Regions from separate parts of the Anser cygnoides genome. Here region 2 is linked to region 1. Evidence: chromatin contacts called from public Hi-C data. All regions are on one chromosome and are shown on one strand. The core of a region is the stretch at or near the end of the contact, and the rest is flanking DNA. Distances in the headings are between cores, read along the strand shown.

Region 1 (7,205 bases), core at 2,451-4,950:
CATTATTTGTTGCTGAAAATTTCAAGGAGAATCCAAACCATAATGTACTTGGTTGATGCTACCTGAATCTCATGGTCAGTGTCTGTGACTGAATGACTAGGAAGCAGAATAGGTCCTTGACAGAGGGCACCTGATGGATATTCGTTTTAGGGGACTTCTGTTGACATAGGAGAAGTTTGCTGTGAGCATCAAGGCTGCCAGAGCAGAGCTCAGTTTCTCAGTTTCAAGGCATTGGGTTAGACTTGTGTGTGTTCTAAAAGCAGTGACTTGCCATTTAGTACCTTCGGAATGAAAGATCCCGGTTTACATTAACTTCCCAATGGCTATTCAGCCAACCTGCTTCTGCAGGAATCTTCCCAATACTTATCGTGGGAGACACCACAACAAGTGCCAGCACTGATGATGCTTTCATTTTTTCCTTTACAGACACATGAGAGTGAAGCGGGAGCTGGAACCCAAGAGTACCAAAACAGCAATGCCACCTGCTTTAGGGCAGAACAGCGACAGCGTTACTCAGCATCCTGCAGTGACTTTCATACCTGTCGACATCCACATGCAGAGCAGACAACTGTGAACACGTGTCCTCCTGTGAGAGAAAAGACCTGGAGTTCTTATTCACGTGGACCTGGGCCTCACAGCAAAGTGACACTGCACTGGGAACAGTGATAGCTGTTATCATGTCTATAGATTGTAATTAGCCCTGCCTTCTCTCTTTGGGAGGAGAACTAAACAATCCGAACACTTTCTGTATGATGAAAATCAACTGGTGAAGGCATACAGCCCATGAGAAATGCAATGAACCTTTTTACAGAGCTCTGGGTACAGAAAGACAAAATAGGCCAAGCCTATTCGTTGGAAGAAATGGTGCAAACTCATATTTTGTGGAGCTTTTGCTTACTCAGAATTTGAGCTTTTTCTATTCTGCAATGACTGATGATAAATGGAAGAAAAATTTGGACATGCAAGCTGCAACTCAGGTTGAACCTGGGTTTGTTAAGATTTATGTGAAACAGGTTTGTAGCCTATTTTATACATGATGGATAGCATGGGAAGTAGCAAAACTGTAAGTAGCAAAATTGTATTTATCTTTAGTTATCTTTTGTGTTTCTAATACCGCATATGTATGGTTTTAGACAGAAAAGTTACTTTTTATTTTCAAGTATTTTTGAAACATTTCTATAAACTTGGTAACTTGTCTGTTTCCAGATGAACTGTATGTCCAAGGGTTTTCAATTTCATGCCAAGATTGCTGCTCTAGGTTCACTACTGCTGTTGCATTAGAGTATTTAGACTAAGAGCCTGAGAAGTTCTTTAATTGCAAAAAAAAAGATGGAAAGGCACTATAAAGCAAGTGAGGGTTTATGCAACTACTTTTCTACAACTTGAAAACATCCTGAAATGTTTGTCCCCTAATGCAGGCTAGGCTTGAAATAGTTTTAATTTTTTCTGCTCTTGTAGAAAGTATTTGAAAGTGATGTTGATCTGCAAGTGTGATGGCTGTGGGTGTACAGTAATGCACCAAAGAAATTCCCAAGGATATTTGACAGCCCACTGAGTCTGATCACACAGTGGCATTGTGAAGACGTTCTGTGGCTTATTGTCTCAAGTGTGCATATCAAAGCATCCCTGAAGCACTGGCAGACGGGATAGATAGTATTAGGAAGACGAGGAGTGAAACCCCATTTTATGGAGAAACAGCTCCGCTCTTTGACAGATACACCTTGAATTGTAAGAAATCACGCACTTGACCGGCTACATAGTGTGAAGCAAATACAGCAGTAACGGTCTGGATTTATCGCATTAAGTTTCTCTTACGTTTAGACAATCCCAGAGGTTAGCTCTAAGCTACTGTGACCATTAGAGGGCTCCAGCCTGCTTGCAGACCACAGTAAAATTTAGTAGGGTATTTGAACTCCTTTTTGGGAGCTGCAGAGAGAGGTTACTCATCAAACTGAGTCACAGAGAACCTGCGGCCCAAAGCAGCTTTTCTTTGTCTTGCGGCAGTTCCCTTGCTGTTCTTCTCAATGCTGTCACAAGTCATGACCCCCTCGAACAGTTACTGTTCTTAAATCATGCAGCACCAAAACGAAGCTGACCATTCTGAGAGTAAAGTGGTAAGGGACAGGAGTGATACACTGATGTACTTTTCTCCAAGATGTGAAAACATCTCTTTAACAGGTTATTTTTACTAACTTATTTTTGTGCAGAAACTTAATTCAATTACTCTGCGATTTCTTTAATGAAACTTGAGCACAGTTTGAATTTCAAACTAAATACTAAGACAGCTGTTTGTGAAGTTTCTGAACCTTGTAAATATTTTACTTGTCCAAGTTCTGTAACTTACTCTGGTGGCATGAATAATTGATATAATAATTCAGAAGAGGTTGCAGAAGCCAATGGAATTTTTATAGAGGAGCTGGCCTCCTGCTTCCATTTCTGAACATCTAAAGCTGTTTTTTGAGCATGTTCTATCGTATCCAAATCCGGATCTTTAGAAAAGCTAAACCTCATCTTGCTGTTATCTTTTTAACATTATCAGGCAGACCTGCTTCTAACAAATTGTTTGCTTTCCATTTATAGAATTTCATAACAACGAAGTTCACCTTGTTTCACTGAAGCGGAACACACAATACTTCCATAAACCATTCTGTACTGGTAATCACTACTATTGGCTGAATAATCCCTGCCTTACCCACACTAACAGCTCAACCTGGAAAACTCACTGTGCTGTTCTACCAGTAACATCTGCCTTTGGTTGGCACCGCCTGGGAGGTCCCCACCACCCGGTGTGCCTCCATCAGCACAATCCCTAGCGATATCAGCACAATCCTTAGCGATATGGTTTAGTGGAGTACTTAGTGTTAGGTCGGAGGTTGGACTCGATGATCTTGAGGTCTCTTCCAACCTAGAAATCTGTGATACTGTGATTCTGAGTCTGCTGACCAGGCCAACTCAGCCTAAGGGCACACGGCACCACATTTCCACCGCGGTACCACCGTGACACGCGTGTAACGCACTTTGGATTCAGGCTTTCCAGGAACAAGCCCGCACTGCCCCTGTCCTGAAACAGGAGCTGCCCGAGGCCCCGTCTGCCCTGCCCTGCCCAGGCAGCCGCCTTCCCGTTGGGGTGGTGGTGTTTTTTAAATCTCTCCTTTGGGTGCCTTTGTGTGCAGGCCCGCCGTCACGCAGACCTGTTTAAAAAAGCAAAACGCTGAGAGCTGCTACGCGAAATTGCTCTGTTAAAAGAAAACAAAACAGATCTTGTAAGCCTCTGGGGAGAACGGGCGCCGTGAGCCGGCGGCGCCGTGACAGGACGGCGAGGCTGCCGTCTGCCCTGCGGGCCCCGCGGCCGGCCCCGAGCCCCGGAAACTGCCGGGGGCGAGCTCCGGGCCTGCCGTACGCGGCCTTCTCCCGCCGGGCCGCTGAGGACGAGCGGCCGGTGTGGGGCTCCCGCCGCTGTTGGGCTCCGGCCGGCCCCGCGCGCCCCCTCCCGGCCCCGCCGCTGCCTTGGGGCGGGGCTGGGCCCTGGGAACCGCCCCCGCCCCGCCCCCCGCCAACGTCTCGCGAGAAGAGGATTCACAGCTCCACAGCCCCGCACAGCCGCCCCCGGAACGTCGCGCTTTCCGATTGGCCAGTTCCGGCGCGCTTACCTGGCCTCTGTGCCCGCATCCGCCAATCGGCGGGCGCCGGAGAGCCTTTGCGGAGCGCCCGGCTCCGCCCCCCTCGCCCCCTTCCGATCGTGCTGCGCGCAGGCGCGCCGCGCTCTCCTCCCCCCTCCTCAGCGCCAGGAGCGTGCGAGGGGCTCGCGGCGCGCGGTGCACGCCGGGACGGCAGCGCGCTGCGGCCAGGAGGAGGTGGAGGAGGCAAGATGGACGCGGGCTTCTTCCGCGTAAGTGCCGGCCCCGGCAGCGGGCGGCCGGGCGGGGAGGGCGCCGGGGTCGCCCCGGCGGGCAGCGGGAGGCCGGGCCGGGCCGCCGCGGGCCCCGCCGCCCCCGCCGGGGAAGGAAGGCGCTGGCGCGGCGCTCCCCGAGCAGCGCCGCCGTGCCCCCCGCCCCCGCCCTGCGCAGGCTCCTGCGAGCGGCGGCCGCGCAGAAAATGGCGGCGGGACCGAGGCGGCGCGGGGCGGCCGGGGCCGGGGGCGGGGCGCTGCCCGCCGGGGTGCCCGGGGGCTCCCGAGGCCGCCGCTCCCCGCGCGGGGCCCGGGGGAGGCGGAGGAGGGGAAGGGGGGTCCCGGCGCGTCGGGGCCTGCCCTGCGCGGGCACGGCCGCGGCCGCCTCACGGGCTGAGCCCCTGGGGCCTTGAAGCGCGGGGCGGGGGGGGGGGGGAGCCGGGGTTTGCAGTGAGACGTGCTGGTTCAGAGGAAATAAACAGAAGTGCCCTGCGTTGGAGAGTGGGGACTTAAAGCTCCGTGGCGTGAAGATTATTCAGTACTTTAGGAAATAAGCTGGGGATATATTTCTTCCTAAGCTTTTCTTCCACTAATTAAAATTGATCTGTTTTTAAGAGGACTTCCGTGGCTGTTTTGAGAGTACTTAATTTTACACGGAATTTAGCTGACGGAGAGTCGTTGACCAATTCAGCCCAGTTATTTTGTATTCCTGCAACAGGGATGCTTTTAAAACATGGGAGCACGTGTATCCCTTCACTTAATCAGTTTTATGCTAATGTGCTAGCCTGGTAAAAATGTCATAAGCATGCTACAAAATGAGTTGAAGAGAAAAATAATTACAAGTTAAACCTATATTTGTCCTTTCTGGTGCCATTCTTTGGAAGTTTACAGACCGAATAATTGTCACTTATAGTGCAATGACTGGGACTGAAAACACTGAATCAGAAGTTGAGTATTCTTTTAGACTGGGCTGTGAAAGGTGTCTAATTGAAAAAAAAATCAAAACATGGTAGTGAAACAGGATTGTAAATAATTCTTTAGACAGTTGGAAAAGTTAAAAACCAAGACATTCTTGAATGATCTGGTGAGTATTGCATCTGTTGCTGAGGTGTAGGTTGCAAATGCTATAAACAGATTTAAACATACTTAATCCTGGCAGGTGTCTGGGCCACAATGAGTCTTTAGAATTCCTGTGTTCCAAGGTTGCAAACAGGAATGTTAGTGGTTTCAGTTCCCATTCTGTATTTGACGAATTTGGAGTGTATTACATTGCTAATTCAGGGTGTTTTCTCACCAAATGAAGTGGTTACCCTGGAATTTTGAGCTTTTTATCTTTCGGTTCCTTAGCAGGTGTTATTGCTTGCATGCAACCCATTCTTTCCATGCACAGGAAATTGAATGTATTAAATTCCTGTGTTCTTCATCAGTCACGTTGATTTCCTGAATAAACTTTATTTCACATGTGAATTGTGAGATTTTGAATCGTTAACGGGTTATTAGTGCTTGGATGCAATTCTGCACGTACTTCAGTTCATGTGCGGTTGTTTACTTCCATGCAAGTAAATTTTGCAGACACGGGCTTTCAAGTCTTCCAGTTCCAAATGATTTCATCCATAGTTTCTGTTCATGAAAGTGGAACAAGTTGGTGAACTTTAACAGAGCATGATCAATAAAATAGTATTCTTTGTACTCTTGCTGACTCCGTGTTAGCTAATTTGCTTGAGAGCTTTACCCAGGGGCTTCATAGATGTCACTGTAGCCAAATACAATGTTTTTGTTACTGGAAAGGGGAAGAAGAACTTAAGCCTGAGGAGTTTGCGAGTTCCAGCATAGGTCCTTATCATCGCAGTTCAGCACTACAGTACTTTTAAAATTTGCAAGTAGTGTGCCGGGGAGATTATATGATTAAGGTGTCACTGTAGAGTTAGGAGATTGCCTAGCCCTAAATCTTCAGCGGTAGGTGATGACTGCAGTGCTAAAATAGAAAGGCACTTGAAAAGGCTCATTTGTGTGCAGAATGGTGTCACTGGTGTTGCAAATACATGGCAAAGATTATATAGGAAACCAATACTAAAAGTTGGATGGATGTCATGCAGACTAAACATCTTTTTTTCCTGTGCTTTAGGGAACAAGTGCAGAACAGGACAATCGCTTCAGCAACAAACAGAAGAAACTGTTGAAGCAGTTGAAATTTGCAGAATGCTTAGAAAAGAAGGTAAGCTGATTAGGATGAGGTGGGGAAGTAAGACAAATGAATCAAATACAATTCTAAATGGAGTAGTCAGGTGTCTCGGGGTATGTACAGGAATTTCATATCCTCTAGTACAGTTTTAGAGGAAATGTGGAATGTCTGCTTGAGCATCAAGAATACAGTACTTACATACCTGATCAAGTTAAAATGCTAAATGTTGGTGGGTTTTTACGTAAAATATGGCTTCAAAATAAATCAGAAGATGCCAAGTAATTTAGAATTCTAAGCATTCTTAAATGTTTCTCCTTTGTTTTTGTTTTGGATTTTCTTAGTTCCTAGAATAGCATGTTGGAAATGCATGCTGGTTATCCTGTAGGTGAAGGCGAAGCAATGGTAGTCCTTATGGCAGTGGAAGGGGGGCCTTGGGAGACTTGCAGAAAACTCTGTTTAGAGTCCTTGCCCAGATGCTGTCATTTGCCATATTAAAGTCTTTACCTGTCAATTGTTAGGGAGAATCCATTCCTAAGGTGGGTGTTTACGTGATACAAGCAGGGCAGTTGTTGTCAGTAGATACCTAGTTAGCATTTTATCTCAAAGCATGAAGCTGGTGTTTTACTGGTCTTTATTGCCCCTTACCTGCAAAGGAAGCAACCAATGAAGCTGTTGATGCAGCTGTAGTGTAAAGCAGAGGTCTCGTTTACAGAAACACAGAATGGAGGAGGTTGGAAGGGATCTCTGGAGGTCATCTGGCCCTCCACCCAGAGCAGGTTGCCCAGGACTGTGTCCAGTTGGCTTTTGAAGATCTCCGAGGAGGGAAGACTCCACAACCTCTCTGGGCAGCTTGCTTCAGTGCTCTGTCACCTGCACAGTAACAGAGTGCTTCCAGATGTTTAGACGGAACCTCTTGTGTTCTAATTTGTGCCCAGTTTGCTGAGAGGGTCTTTGATTTTGTAAATGATGAGCTGATTCCTGACAGAATCATGTGCTGTAGAGTTACATGGAACTAACAAATAGTTTCATGCATACTGTTCCAAGAATACAATCATAACATGACTTTAGTTTCTAGGTGCGAAGGTATGAATAAAACTTCCAGCAATTTTTTGTTTCTCTAGAGAATTGGATTGT
Region 2 (7,205 bases), core at 1,700-4,199, 46 kb after region 1:
CTGATAAACATTCCTTTCCCTGGTTTAATAGTCAGATCTCAAGTATTTACTGGGAGTTCAATTCATTCATTTATTTTTTTAAAAGCTTTTTGAGTTTACAGGAATATCAGCTGAAGTGGAAGTTGGATTGATTACAGATAGGTAAAGAAGGTGCGGCTTGTCCAGAGGCAGCAGCAGCTAAGGTTCCTTTTTCCTCGGGTTGGGGTGGGTGTCAATCACCACCTAGAAAATATGGGTTAATCATCTTAGGCTTTTTGTATTTACAGCTAATTCCAGGTATGAGCAATGGACTTGTGTTGTGTTTTTTTTCCCCTATGCTTTTCTTAGGACTCCAGCTATTTAAGATAACAATGATTATCTAAATTGTTCTTTAGCACTAATTACTTTTCTGGTGATCTAAGAATTTAAACCTAAGTTGATATAGTGCTACCAAGCTCTAAGTCTCCTTCTAAAGGTCAAACAAGGGCTTGCACGAATCAATATAGTTCATGTAGGGATAAGGCTGTGATATAGGCACTGGAAGCTTAATTTGATGCTTTCTGAGGTCGTCTGGCCTGTTTGTAAATGGATGTACATTGTTTTCCTGGAAGATACTTTCCTATTTGTAGGTGTTGAAGGCAGAGGCAAGTTAAGCACACACCTCCTTATAAAAATAGTTACCTTCTGAGTTCAAAAGCAGTTGACTTTAAGATGAAGGTTGGTTAATGATGGATTTGGAGAACAAGATTATGTAGAAAAAGGCATGATGCAGTGGTAGTGCCTGTTAATGCAGTAAGCTTATGATGAACAGAGGTGAATTTGAACTAATGGCTATACAACTTGTCAAACCACTGACCTCTGAGGTAATGAGAACGATGCTGGATGTTTTATTTAGAATCTTCTGAGCATCATAAAAGAATTGTAGGAGTCAGAGTGCTTGTCAGAGACGTTAAATCATGTAAATAAATAACAATTACAAGTTTTTTTGTAAAAAAAAAAAAAAAAAAAGGCAAGAGGATATTCTTGCAATGTTTGAAGTGTTCGTTGCTTGAGCACTCTTTGATATGTCTGGTGTGAGAAGGGATCACGTTGCAAGGACTTGCCCAAGGCTGCCCCTTGGTTTGTGCTGGCGTAGCAGGTGCTGGTTGGTTGGTTGAATAATAGACCCTGAGATTTTGTTTTCATCTGCTAGTATGCCTATCCTCATAGTACTGCTCTTCAGCTTTTCCACGTTTAGGTCTTTTTTTCAGCACCCTGTTTTACGCTTCCCAGGACAGCTGCATTTGAAAGAAAGGACTCCCATAGCGGCAGGCTGTGTACCTAGAAACAATCTTTCAGCGCTAAAGTTAGAGTAAGGTTTAGTTGATCACTTTCAGTGCTGCTAAGATGATGAAAATGAGTGTTTGGATTTGTTGTGCATCACAAGCAATGACCCGCTGCTGCCACTAGCTATATTTTTCCAGTAACTGCAATCCAATGTTCGAACTATATTGCAACATGGCAAGAAAGTCCTTCTAGTATTCTGAATCCTTTGCAGGTTGCAGTTGGTTTTACAGCTGTGTGTATTTTTTTTCCTAGATCTGACCTTCAGTCTGTCTTGCTTATTGTGGCAGGGAACTCCTTTGGGCTGTCCGATGTCTGGGCCTCCTCTATCACAGCGTGCCAGTCCCGCGGGGCAGCGTCCCGGTACGTCCCAGCCTGATGGCCACTGCCACCGCCACCGCGAGCTGGACGCGAGCTATCCGCTGTGCCCGGGGGCAAGGCGAAGGGGAACTGGGGGCAGAGGTGTCCCTTCGTCTTGTCATACCTCGGATTAAATGTGGCTGAACCAGATTTAGCTAGCAGCAGAGTTTGGGGTTGGATTCTAGCTTGCTGCCTGACCTGTTCTTCCCATGAAAACAAGTGCCTCCACAAGCTAACAAGTCTGGAAGCACGAGAATCCGTCTAACATCATATATTACAGACAGCGCATCTTTTTTGTCTGTCCTGAGCTGTGCATCTTACCACCTCATCACCTATATTCTCTTCCTAATGGTGCCTCATTAATATTTTAGCCATTGTGATCCTTCAAGGTGTGTTTTGGCAGGCAAAGCCAGCACGTACCTGCGACACCCTGAAGCCCGTCCGGCTGCTGAGGGCGTTACGCCAGAGAGCCTCACGGTCCTCGTGCAGACCTGGTTCCTTACGTCTTATCTGAGAGCCCTGCCCAGCCAACAGCATGGAATTCTGTTTATCCAGCTCGGCAAGATAAAGGCGCGAGTTGCAAGGGTTTAGACTGATACTGCCAGACTTTTCTGTATTCCTGCGTGGAACATTAAACCACTCCTGTCTGTATTCTTTCATCTCTGGGGTTTTGAACTGCTGCTTGTTTTTCACTTGAATCACTTTGTTGGTTTACCTTAAACTGTTTCCTCTTAAAACACTAATCCATGTAGGATTATTAATTTGCTCATTTTTTGAATGAGCTTACTGGGCGAGAGTGATTTTTATCTGCTGTTTTGAGGTAATGGGTATATATATCATGCTGTTTTCTCTTGTAGTTTTCCCAGCAGATTTTTTTTATTAGTTAGAACTGAAATAGAGATTGCTTTTTATTTTTTTTCCTAGTCTGTTTACTTGCTTTTGAACTTTAATCCTCTAGACTGAAGTTCAGTTTTCTTGTTCAGAGCAGTGGGACTTTATTGGGGGGTGTAACTAGCTTCGTCACTTGTGGTTTTTGCCTTTTTATTCCCCTCAGGTAGTATTCTGTGATGTGTTTCTAAATTGGATTTTTCCTTCTTCAACAAAACTTTTTTTCCCTCCTCTTCCTGGTGTATCAAATCTGGGAAAAATTGCTTTGATAGCTCTTCGTTCCTGAGGGGGGGTGGTCTACTGTCCTGCCCTTTCTTTGCCTTTGTTTACATAGGCAGAGACCGAGCTGTATTGCGTTTCTCATCAGATGCACTTTGACTTTACTGTTATTCCTGCAGTCATTTGATGCAATTTGGGAAACTCATAATATACTCCTTTTAACGCTGCTGGAAACGATTTTGCAAGCCTTCAGGACCAAAGATTTCTAGAATTCTGTTTTACTCTCAAGTCTTTTAGATGTATGCTATATAATGAGGGCTTTGGATCCTTTTGAGTGTTTCTTTTCTTGTCTGTCAGTTTCTGTTAGTCTTGCAGTAAACTTCAGTGCTACCTTGATAAAGTAAATGCATGCAGGTCATTGTGTTGGGGGTCAAGTTAATTTTTATGCTCTTGTAAACACAAACATTTCACAATTTTAATTGATTTTTTTTTATTTCTGTTAGCTTATTTAGCTGTTAGAAAAACGTACGAGTACTTGGACTCTATTTTTTGGGGAAAGACGATCTAATTTGAATGAAGTCACTGCTTTGGGGAAAGAGAAAGGAGGTGGCTTCTGCACTGGCTGGATCAGCTGAGCTGAGCCTCCTGGGCAGTGGGATAAGCAGATTTTTTTCTTCAGGTAGCTTTTTTTCTTCAGGTAGCTCTTGCATGATCTGAGGTACTTGACATTAGAAGTTGCTAGTTGTTTTAAGTTTGTGGGCTATGATAAATCAGATTGTCTTCTCAGGAAGCATACTGGTTTGTTTTACTGCCTTGTGACTCTTCGGTTCTTAAAAGCAGCCCAGTTCGTCATACAGTCCTGTCCACTGCGTGCTGCAGTGGCTGCCCAGCCCTTCCTCTGCCTCGCACCTGACAAGTAACGTGAGGTCCATTTTGCCATCTTCTCTGGTATTTCTTAGTTGCGGTCAGTTTGGAAGGTAACACAACTTCGTTCAAGTCAGCTGGATGTCTTTAGCTTCTCTGTATAGAATTAGTATAGTCTTGTTGAAGTAACAAATAATCTAGACTGATGTTTGTACAGAGAAGTCAACGTTTAATATTCAGTCTGATGGTGCTGAGGATTAGAGACTGAAGATACCTTGGTATATTGTGGCCTGGATTAAAAGACCAGGTAATGCCAGATTTCTGGCTTCTAACAGCAAGCTTGAGAAATGACTGTTGTATGATAATCCCCTGCATGACTAGTCGTGTGGAACTTCAGAATATTCTTGCAATATTTAAAGGTACTTTACTGCCGACACAGATATGTATTCCAGGGGGAAGATCAGTCTGCACTGGCTCTGACAGAGACTCAACTACCAAACTCGTCTCCCTCCAGAGAAAAAGTTCCGTGTGCGACTGAAGGAGAAAAATGGGCTGCACTGCCAGCGCGGTGCAGCTCTTGATGGCGGTTGTAACAGATCTGGGCTGTAGCTCTCAGTGCATCAAATACAGGAAGATAAAAAACGGGCCTCTCGGGCAAACAGTTACATAGCAGAATTCCTTGGCGCAAGAGCATCGAAGCCAGAAGTTTCTTGGCGTTCTGACCGCATTCCTTTTCCAGTATGTGCTCAGAATAACTCGGGACTTTTTGGAGCAGAAGTGGGACAAACTTCTGAATGTAGATATAAAAGTCTATGCTCAGTTTAGCTGTTTGGTTGCAGCTTTGAAAATACATTAGGTTTTGATAAAATTGCTGTTTGGTAGGGGGCTGTATTCCTTTTTCTCTGATTTAAAGTAATTTAAAAAATCTGTAATGCTTAAACAAAAGCAGATGCTATTGATTATGTTGTTTGTTCATTTTGAATGTTATGCTTATATTGAGAGAGAGGAAAAGTTTCTGTACAAGTTGGTGGTACAGCATAAATGCATTAGACCTTTTTTGGTCCTCATAAGAATTGCTTTGGGTTTGTTATTGGGCTTCAATGATAGCCACAGTTCCGTGCTATGCCTTAAAGTTTGATCTATTTTTGTTCAGTTCTGTGACTTCAAAGCGGTTTTGTTTTGGGTTTCAGATGGACGAAGATTGCATTTGTAGTACAAGCAAAAGCGCTTCCTGAATTTGAGATTGGTTTATTCCAGTCACAGTTCTTTAATCTTCCCCTGGAAATGATAAAACTCAGTGGTGGAATTATATTATGTGAAAGAAGACGTGGGATGTATAAGACAAGACCTCTGGCAATGTGGTGTTGCGCCAGCTCTGGCCAGGAGGTCAGAAGCGCTGAAGGAAATGAGAGCGAGGAGAGCTGCTCCAGGCTGCTGCGGGTGGCAGCCCCGGGAGCCCCCTGGGGACGGTGGCGTGAGCAGCCTCTGCGAGGTTCCAAGGGCATGGCCGTACGGTCTCAGCATTGCGCCTTGGTAGATGCCCATGTTCTCTTACGGTAAACGTGTGGTGGCTTTTCCACCTGAGGAAGTGGGGTACAGCGTAACAGAATGGGACGTGCCCACCTGTGCTGTTCCTGCCTGTGCCTTGGTTTACATAGCATTGGTGAAGTTGGTGTAAAACTTGAAGATGGGGATCGATTCTGAATCAAAGAATCGTTTCTGCTTGAGAGTATGAATTAGACTGGGCAGGAAAATATATATATTTACTCAGATGGGATGAGGTGGTGTCTTTTTCAATATTGTTTTTCAAAAGAGGTGATTTTGCACGTGTTGAAGGTGTTTTGGGGGGGAAGTAAGCAAGTGCAAATCTACATTGGCATAATTCAACTGCAGAAAGTGTCTGTTCCAGTGTAAACACAGTAACCACTTCAGGGGAAAATTCTGAAATATACACTGCAATCTGGAGGGATGGGCGTTGTGGTTAAATATTAACACCCATAAAAACATACTGCTGTTGGAAATACACTGCAGAGTGAGCTCTTTCTTCATGTTAGCATGTTGCGAAGTAGGAACGCGGTCATCCATACGTAGCAGCTACAATCCTTTCAATGGTTATGTGCCCAATAGAAAATTGCTTGTTGAGCAGTATAAAGCAAAATGGCCAGAGTAACCAGACTGTCTTTTTTCTCATTTCAGTAGGTGCTTTTAGAATTTAGGCTCCCAGACACTGAGAAGTCATGTGCCAGCTTTGAAGACAATCTAATACTGTTAATTAGGTACCAGTTTTATTTCCTTTCCCAAGAAAATGGAGGCAATTTGTAACTTAGGCAAAAAACAAACAAAAACAACCTGCCAACTTTTCTCCTTTCTAACCTTCATTAGTGAAACTAGTAAATTTTTGAAGAAAAATGGCACTATATATTCTCCACAACAAAGCATAAACTTGAGGTATCATAAGTCATGAATCCTCATGTCCTGATATGTCTAGATGGCTTATCTGTGGAAAGGCAGTTGAGTTTTTAAAAAAATAAAATAGCTTTTTGGATTTAAGACAATTTCTCTGAAAACCTTTTTCCCAATCTTTGAAAATCCTGCTGTTAGTCCTTTTAACTTGCTCAGTCTTTCTTCATTCTCCCCACTGGGCCCCCTGCTCAGTGCATGGCTGGGAACTGGCAGAGAATTGAAGAAAAAGCAATTCCTTTGCATGAGTGCCTAAACTTTTTTTTTTTTAAGATGGATCTCTACCAGTCAATGCCCAGGCCTTGTACTCAGCCCTTCCAGTTGTGACTATGCGGTGTTTAGTAAACATAATTGTCCTGTGTACTTTCTCAGAGGAGTACAGCCAGCATATTTTACAATGTGTTTTAAAGCCGTCTAGGGAACAGGTAATAGTAACAATGAAAGGATTAGCTTGGTCTTGAGAATTTCATTGATTAAAATTATTCTTGGAAATATTCTAATAATAAGAAGCAAGATTCTATAATTTTTTAATATAAAGTACATGTCAAGATAATCTGACATACGCAGTCTTAAGAATGAGTTGATTTTCTATTCAAAAGCTCAATTTTTTTAACAGGATTTGAGGTTTCCAGAGTCTAATTCTAGCCTACTTTAATACTAAAATCTTCCAACTCAGCAGTACGTACTTCATTGTCAGAGCAATCATGAGATGCATGCCATCGCTGGGTGCCCTGGAGTGGCCTACTGTTGTTATGCAATAGACCTTTGTTGTGGTAGGACAAAGGCTTGTTGATAAATTGCCTATAAAAACTGTCTTTGGAATATTACTGTTTTGGCAGCAAAGTCCCTATGTACTTAGTTACGTCCTTCCTTACAGCACCTGCAGTACAATAACGTTTCGTAGCTCCCGGTTGCGGTTGTCTCAGCAGGACTACACAGTGTGAGGAGCAGTAAATTGGAAGATGACTGTAGTTAATTGTCTGTGCCTTGTAGAAGAAGGCATAAAGAATAAATCCAAAGAACAATGTTGACTTTGGAGAACTGAAGTCAAAAGCGTGGCTTTTGTAAATTTCACTGTAATGAAATCCTAGTTATGTCTGCTACAAAAAAAA

Evidence for each region. Hi-C and Micro-C count contacts between places; a contact is called where the count stands out from the background.
Region 2: a Hi-C map of liver shows a contact between it and region 1, with 13 times the contacts expected there. The contact joins the enhancer-like site here to the promoter of SRRM1 in region 1. A contact is called at or near these places in 3 of 7 Hi-C or Micro-C datasets (granulosa cells and liver).

What each region holds. Positions count from the first base shown.
Region 1 is chr24:7,387,674-7,394,878 of Taihu_goose_T2T_genome, forward strand. It overlaps SRRM1 (serine and arginine repetitive matrix 1), which reads left to right and starts at 3,701. Exons shown (of 19, transcript XM_066982690.1): 1 at 3,701-3,889; 2 at 6,015-6,104. LOC136786909 (a long non-coding RNA gene) reads right to left here and starts at 3,789. Exons shown (of 2, transcript XR_010826508.1): 1 at 3,651-3,789; 2 at 1-3,191. NCMAP (non-compact myelin associated protein) reads left to right here. Exons shown (of 4, transcript XM_013184174.3): 4 at 427-1,211. The coding sequence ends at 574.
Region 2 is chr24:7,434,217-7,441,421 of Taihu_goose_T2T_genome, forward strand. The region is part of intron 1 of CLIC4 (chloride intracellular channel 4); the gene reads left to right. Among named protein-coding and RNA genes, the nearest start is that of CLIC4, 12 kb to the left of the region's middle. Within about 2 kb of position 2,950, at least 1 of the 3 cell types and tissues checked has open chromatin away from gene starts, as enhancers often do. A contact at or near this core is called in liver, where this site is marked.